Regions from separate parts of the Drosophila melanogaster genome. Here region 1 is linked to region 2. The links are chromatin contacts, called in public targeted proximity ligation maps. All regions are on one chromosome and are shown on one strand. The core of a region is the stretch at or near the end of the contact, and the rest is flanking DNA. Distances in the headings are between cores, read along the strand shown. Region 1 holds the start of wnd (wallenda). Region 2 holds the start of Mkp3 (Mitogen-activated protein kinase phosphatase 3).

The links.
Region 1: a targeted proximity ligation map of the Kc167 cell line shows a contact between it and region 2, with 4 times the contacts expected there. A contact is called at or near these places in 6 of 107 Hi-C or Micro-C datasets (the Clone 8 cell line, the Kc167 cell line, the S2 cell line and 2 more) and 1 of 7 datasets of targeted methods (the Kc167 cell line).

What each region holds. Positions count from the first base shown.
Region 1 is chr3L:19,634,191-19,638,207 of dm6, reverse strand. wnd (wallenda) reads left to right here and starts at 2,425. Exons shown (of 8, transcript NM_176363.3): 1 at 2,425-2,777; 2 at 3,745-3,976. The coding sequence starts at 3,828. Rnf146 (Ring finger protein 146) reads left to right here. Exons shown (of 4, transcript NM_001144507.3): 4 at 1-1,001.
Region 2 is chr3L:19,084,355-19,088,668 of dm6, reverse strand. Mkp3 (Mitogen-activated protein kinase phosphatase 3) reads left to right here and starts at 2,243. Exons shown (of 5, transcript NM_001275103.1): 1 at 2,243-3,348. The coding sequence starts at 2,946.

The sequences.
Region 1 (4,017 bases), core at 1,176-3,675, 550 kb before region 2:
CCTATCCTATGGTGGCAGTTTCTAAACAATTCGATTCGTACTTAATAATCATTTAGCTTTTCAACAATTAAATCAAAACCAAATGTGCCAAGAAACATTTATTGAACAGCACTCGCTCCGGTATTTTTGACAGCACTGATAAGGCAACTCTAATAAACAGCACGTAGCATTTTCTGTCGTCTAATATAATTACATTTAATTAATGAATTAAGCATTTACAACTTAGTTTATACAAGATGTTAAGTAATAGATATTGCTGAATCCGATAAATGTCGATTAGAGATCTGGCTTCTGTGCAAGATCACATTTGTAAGAATAGCTCCTAGGACATGTATTTAAGTTGGGCAATAAAAAAAACCACAAAACCTTTGTGAAATATTATTTTAATGCTCGCTTGTCTGCGAATGGAAGTAATAAATATTTACATTTTTTATTTCAAGAAACTCAGTTCTTTATTAAATTTCTAGATCAGAACTGCGTACATTGAGGAACATATTTAAAAGGTTTTCCATGATGGCAGCTTTAAAAAGAAAGTGTGTTATAACCAATTGACCATATTGGATTCCTTTTTTAAAAAAGGCAAAGTGAAAAAAATAACTTTCCTAACAAATAGATATTAAACAAAATGATTCATTATTTTGAAGCACAAAAGAAAGAGATATTCCAATCTTCCATTGATACACTATTATTGTTCTCACAACAATACCAACAAGATCCTTATCTCAATGATCCTCAACTACCCTTAACTTAGACTTGTTAAAGGCAATTCTTGTGTTGAGATCATATACCCCCTCCCCCTCGCAAGTGGCACTGATTGACGGGCATGGAACCTGCACCCTGGACATGGAACTGGAACCCTGGGAGATACTGGCCCTCGGTGTCCCTCAAATGCGTGAAACCCTATGACTCATGCGCAATGGACCAAAAGAAAACGCCTGAGCCGCACGCAGGCAGCATAACAATTTATTGGTCAGAACATACAAGAAAAGGTATTTGTTGATAACGTGGAAGGGGGGAGGTGGCTCTAAGAAGGGAAAAGTGGATTGTGTGATTGGTAAGGATACACCGCGACAAAAAGATCTTATATACTTATGGCGTTATGCTGTTATCATGGGTGATAAAGGTAATATTTTTATACATATGTACGTAACATAATAATAAGTTGTTAATTTCGAAATATTTCGTGTATAGAATAATGCTTTTCCAATTCATAGTAGAGACATTTATTATGAATATTATATGCTATGGAAATTCTAAGTATGTAAATATACAATTGATCGCTGAATATATGCTATGGAAATTCTAACTATGTAAATATACAATTGATCGCTGAATTCGCTAAGTATTTTCCACGATGTAGAAAAGCCCCCACCCACTAACATGTTCTCCAAAGAGATCAGTCCTCTGTGGGTATGAGTCATCTTTGTTTATGTAGAAATTATGCTACCTGCTGCACTATGTTATTTTCATTTTCGTGCTCTACCTGTTGTGCGAAAGCGGAGGAGCAGGGGTATGGGATTCGACACAAATCCGGAGACACCGTTTTCACAGCTCTGCTCTTGTATAGCAATTCTTTGATGACGTGCCGAGTTTAACTACATACCCAGCTTATGACGTACAGACTGATAAGCTGATAGGTTGTTTACGCAAGCGAATTGCATTTAAGAACAATTTAAAGTTTAATTTTTATATGTATGTATGTTTGTTTGTGTATAAAGCGAAAAAGTATTAAGATCATACTTTAAGTAACTTAGCTCATGCTTTTATAACATATATTGATAAAACAAAATCAAAATACATACATACATTCTTTTTAAGAGTATCACTAAGTTTTTGACTTTCCTTAAATAGATATACATACATACATATCTAGTTATTTATTTCATTTATTAAGAAGCTGACTTTTAAATAAAATTAATACCCACATTTAGTATAAAAAACTGTCTAATAATAAATTTTTCTACTTTCAGATGTTCTTTCAAAATTTTAGATCAAAGTTTCCAAAAGTTGCTAATAGTATTCTTAAATTTAGTACTTAATATTCGAAAGAGAAAATAAAAATAGAAATGAAAAAGAGTGTGGTAAAAGCGAGGTTTTAGATATTCAACGACACACAAATGTGTACATCTAATTTCATTGATTTGAATTATTTAATTTATTTATTTTTGACTTCATTATCTTTTTAAGCATTATTTTGCTAAAAGCTCAGAAGCAGCTGCCATGAGCGCTTTTAGGCACTGAACACGATCGTGCACGTCGCTGACGAGAGCTTTATTAAACTTTTAAGCCAGATCCAGTTTCATTGGCACTATCAAGTAGAGTGTGGTGAGCAAAAGAAAAACGGGGATAATCGGAGAGGCGACAGCAACAACAACGACCCAGTGCCTTGGCAGTTGATGTCTGTTTGTGGTTGGCCATCCCGCGCAGTCGCGTTCTCCCGCACACTTGCGCAGTGAACACAACCTGCGCTCCAAACTGGTTTTGGTGGAGGAAATCCGCAAGAGAGAGCGCTAGAGAGCGGATTGGAACTCGGTTTCGGCCAAAGCCAAAGCAGAGCCAGCAGCCAGTTTTTGCTTTTTAGTCGATTTGTATCTACCTTTGGTGCGGACGGTTGGTCGGAATAAACGCGTTTCGCAGCGGAACTCCAAGAAGAGCAGAAAACCAGTCTTTAATTGTTCCATTTCAAGCTGAAATCAAATAAAAGTTCTTCGCCAATGGCTGAATAAAGTACGAATCAATGCAATCACTACGATTCGCAGTGGAAAATTGCTGGAAAAGTGAGCAAAGTGTGTGAAAAATGTGCAAATACAAGAATTTTTATATTGATTTTCTTGGCCAAAAGAGCGAACGAGCGAGCAAAAGGCAGCAGCAGAGGAAGAAGAAGAAGCAGCAACAGCACAAAGCTGCGCTGTAAGGCTTCCGTCGTTGGTGCGAGCAAGAGGGGAGGGCCCTACTGGGTGGGTGTGAACGAGACAGCAATAGCGAGAAATGTACTCTGGTGTGTGTGTGGGAACATTTATGTTTGTTGTTTTTGTTATGTTCTAGCTTTGGCCAAGTTAAATTAAAAAAAAAAAGAACAACAAGAAGTGGAGTTGTACACAGGAAAAAATGATATCAAGTGCCTTTTCTTCTAATATATGTTTATCTTTTGAAAAGCAAAAGATATTATTCAAATGAGAAAAAAAATAATCATAAAGTAATATTATTTGGCGAATTATATTTTTTTTTTAACAGAAAAAGATTCTGTACTATATCTCAAAAATAATTGGAAAAGCATCTAACTTACAAAAATGGGATACAATATATAAATACATTTTTTGATATCTACTTTTTTTTTCTGTGTACAAATAAAAAGAATACCTGTATGTGAGCTTGTGTGTGCGCCTATTCTTTTGTGCAATTCGCCTTTTAAAGGCATCATAAAAATAGCTCAGCCTGCAGTTTGAAAGTGAAAGAAAACCACATTTAAGCGGAATGCAAAGTGAATTGGCAGCAAGTGCAATAATCGACCCTTCTTCTTCCCGTGTTTGTGTGTTTAAATAGCTTTTTTTGCGTGGGTGCTATTGCTGTCTCGCTCCCGCTCCTGCTCGCATATCCTTTTGCCCTTTGCCGTTTGACGTCGTTTGCTTCTTATTGATTTTCGTCATTCATTGATAAGAGGTTGCGAACGAATGTGCGCGTGTGTGTGTCTGAAAAGGAAATCCCCAGCCAAAAAATACTAATGTTCGTGGTATCTCCATATAGCAACCGCTTTATTGACCAGAATGTCGTAAGGATCGATCATAGAGCCACCAATACACATACCCAAACCACACCAATCCTGGACAATGCAACCGTTCAGCGACAGTCTGAGCAAAAGTCGCGATGATCTGGTCACCGCCGCCTCCCGGCAACAACAACAGCTACACGGACGGAGGCGACACCACGGCAGCAGCCCCAACTTGTCGCTCGATCAGACCGACAATCTGCGAAGGAGGTGAGCATTATTATTATTAGACATTATGGTCGTGATGGCTA
Region 2 (4,314 bases), core at 994-3,493:
ATATGGCTATGACTGATCTATACACGCACCATATAAAAACACTCGGGAAAGCGTCATCATCTTCATATTGATTATACGTGGGGTCTGATAATCAAGGTAAAGGCCGTAGCTTGCGCAATTTAGATTGACAATCGTGAGGTGCAGAAATTTAATTGAATTCTTCACTTTCGACATCAGTTTCCTGCTAAAACACAGATAATGCCCCAAAGTGATTCATTGAGCTATACAAGTGGGTTGGGTATTCCATTTTGGCTGCGAGCAGACTTTGAACTTGTGTCATCGAAGAATGGAGCCCGGAGGACGACCGACCTTGGCTTCTACACTGTCAGAAATACATATATGTATCGCCAAGGTCAGCCCACCAAAGACACTTGGAAGGCGCAATTGAGCAGCCTTTTGAAACAGCTATCCAGGTGCTTACTTCTAATTTCTTCATACTTGAGTGATACACTGACAGTAATTATGTACAACTTTCGATGAATACAAAAATTAATGGTAATATGTGTGTTTACACTTTTGTGTTTACTGAAGCGTAAATAAATAAATGCTTAAATGATTTCATATTATAACAAATATTTCTTAGTATTATATATAAATATATATATATATTTTTTGTGTGTGTTTTTATTATTAAAGAAATCCTTTTGAAGTACGCATGTTTTCTTTGTATTGAGACTGCTGAAAGAAAATGTAATTTATTAAAGAGCCGCTCAATTTTTCCCTGTGCACTCCCTTGCAACATTCCGGCTGGCCTCCCACGCGCCAGGGCCGAAAGCAGAGTAAAGTCCTGGGGAATAACGCCCTTGGAATCTCAGGAGCCGCGTGCCAAGACGAAAGTGAGCAGCGAGAAATGCGTGGGCTGAGCATGGATTTCGTATGGCCGTTTCTTTCCCTCGCCGACTGTCTCCCTCTCTGTCTGCTTGGCTTTCTTTATTGCTCCAACGGTTTTCGCTGCTGCGTGGGACTTTCATTCATGAAAATTGTGCTCGAAAGTCGTTCGTTCGTACATCTGTATATAGTAGCACGTTGTGATGGGCCTTACCTAACGGTATATGGTGTGTATGGGTGTGCGTTTTATGTAAAGCTAGTGCAACGCAGGCGCAGCAGGAAGTTTGTTGTTTGTGGAGAAATTTTTGCACGCGCCGCATATCCTTGAAATTGTCCTTCCATGCGATTTCTGTATGGGTACACACGTATATCCTTGTGTGAGTCTCTTCTTTTTGGGTGTAAATATCAGGGTCATGGTTATAAAATTAAACATTTCATCGAGTCTCCAATATAACTGGCTCTTGGAGGAGCATTTGCGCAGGAGCTTTCGTTAGAGAGTAGACAGCGACTCCATTGATGATTCCGATTCTTCTGGGCTCCGTAATTTCTTATCTGTCTAAATTAGTGGTCCATTAACTTTTGCACTCTAGTGAAGTGAAATGTTAACCGCGCTCTCGCAAAAAGAGAGTAACAATAAAGTAGGTTCCATCGCGAAGGGTAAGGTGGGTGGTGGTGGGAGTAGTGGGAGAGTGAGAGAGAGCTAGTTTGGATGGCGAATTCAATGAATCAACACGAACACACGCATTTTACTTGCCACACGCATACCACAGCACAAAAATATCAATGAACTTTACACAAAACTTTGGGAGCGTATGCAGCGTGGAGAAATAGTCAAAGTGCCAAAAGAGTGCGGGAGAGAAAGGCAGGTGGGAAATTTGAAATACGAACCCAGTTATGAAATAATTATTTAACATACGGGAAAATATGATTATTTAATATATTTAAAAAATTTTATGTAATTTATAGAATTAAAACAAAGTCTTTACTTTATCTAAATTTTATTCAGGAACTCTCTTTGTATTTACTTTTTTCCCCATTTTTTCTCCTTTTTTAACCGAGCAAATTTCCAAGTGGGTCTGTGCCTGTGCACTGGCTCTTGCTCACCTTTTGGAGAGTTGCTCTTCTCTCCGGTTCGCGTACCTGTGTGCGCGGGTGCGTTCTTCCTTTCATTGCGTGTAACGGACTGTTTGTTTCGAAATAGTAATTCCCAAATGTATTTTTTTAAACGAGAAGGCAAAAAGATTCAATATTTTATAAGTTATTTCTTAATACTGCGCCTAACAAATACAATATTGTTATTGGGTTTCGCTCTTCGAATTCCGACGGAGAGAATTGGAGAGTCGGAGAGCAAGTGCAACTGTGTTCGTATTTTTGGAGAGCAACGAGGCTATTTAAGCAACCCACGACGCGCTTATTTTGTTATTGCCCGATTATCTTTTACCCGCGCTGCTTGTGTGTGCTCGCTTTCCATTCGAAAAAAACATCAACTCAAAATATGGATATTTGATAGAAGTAATTACCTATTTGTTTGGGAAATATTCAACGGTTTTTGGATGTTTTAGTTACTCGATGACAGGTTCACCGCACGTTTTTTCATTCGATTCCGAACTGTTGTTGTTGTTTTAGCGAAGCACACCTAAAAAATACAAAACCACTCACACACACGCGAAACATACACACGGTTGTGATTTGGCGCGCTCTTGTGTGCGTGTGTACATACAACAAAAAGCAAAAAGCAACGAATTTCGGTGTGCAAAGAAACATAAATCGGCAAGCGAGGAAATCGGAAAGCCAAGAAACAAAAAAAACAAAACAGTGCAAGTTACAGATTTCCCCAAACGAGATAAAAACAAAAATTCCTTTTTGATTTCCAAGATTTTCATCTGCGCGGGAGTGTGTGTGTGTGTAACAGCAACAAATACCATTGCACGGCCAAGAAAGAAGAAGAGAACCAGCGCGAAGCAGAAGAAGAAAGATGATGTAAACTTTGTTGTAACCAAAAGAAAAAAGAATAACATAAAAAACGAGTGAAGCAGAGAACAGAGCTAAACGGGAAAAATAGTGGCAGTGCTTCGAATTCTTCCAGTCTTTGAGTGATTTTTTGGGAGCTCTTCAAAATGCCAGAAACGGAGCACGAGACCTGCAGCAAGGAGTGGCTGCAGTCCCAGTTGCGATCCCTGGACTCCAAGGACCTGATCCTGTTGGACTGCCGCGGCTCGCACGAGTACAGTGAGTCGCACATCCGCGGAGCCGTCAACCTATGCATACCCAGCATCGTCCTCCGTCGTCTGGCGGTTGGCAAAATCGATCTGGCCTCCACGATCAAGTCGCCCGAGCTGAAGCAACGCATCCAGTCGGGCTACAAGCTATGCTGGTTCATCCTCTACAACGGCGAAGGCGTGCCCGGCCAGAATCAGGAGATCGCCGGAGCCGGATCCCTGGCCGTCGCCATGGACTCCATCATCAGCATCCTGCACCGTCGCCTCAAGCAGGACGGCTGCCGCGTAGTTGCTTTACAAGGTGAGTCATAAGTTCAATACTTTGGGTGCCCCAAAAAATAGAACTACAATATCATAATACAAGTGCGGGAGTTACTAAAACCAACTAAGGTTTATATATACCTCTCAATTCCCACATTTAAACTCACGTAATTAATCTTATAAATATGAATACTATCCATGTTGATTTCATAGAATATGTACATATTTGAAATATTAAAGCTTCAGTAATAGAAATGACTAAGTAAATCATTATAAACATAGTAGAAAACCGAAAAATTTCATCCAAAATTTCCCCCCTTAATCTCGTTTGATTAGAATGTAATAACTAAAGTAGTAATATTAAGATTTACATTGTGATATTCTTGGAATGCAATGAATCAATATTACGAATGGAATTTTTTGTTAGTTTACTACGCACCTGTATCGAGAACGGAACTCTCCATTTGTTGATCATAGCTGTGCTATCGGATTCTTTAAATGCCTGATACTTCCCAACACCGCCCATAAATCAATGCCGCACATTCCTATCCTAGGCCTAAGAATATCATAACTTATTTATACTTCCCCAATGTTGTTTGCGGCATTTTTAGCCCGAAACCCCCAAGGAAGAAACCAAAACAAAACAAAACAGCCGAAAGAATATTAATAATACAAGCAAGCACTGCCTGGCCATAAATAAACATTTGCATGGATTTGTTATTGTTTTTTTTTTTTTTCGTTTTGGCGAAACAAGGCAAGCATTCTGGGGGCGGAGACAAAATGACAAATGCAAAAAAAAAAACTAGCAAAATATAATGTAATCCGCACAGCTGATAAAGCTAGCGCCAGATTAGAATTATATTTAGTCTGACTGATCCTGTCCTCCTCCTCTCGCATTCTGATTATAGACATACACTGCATAGATTTCACCTTTCTGAACTTGTTTTTGGTTGACACGATTTTGTTTGACTTTGATAGAAAATTATAATGGCAGGAATTTGTTAGT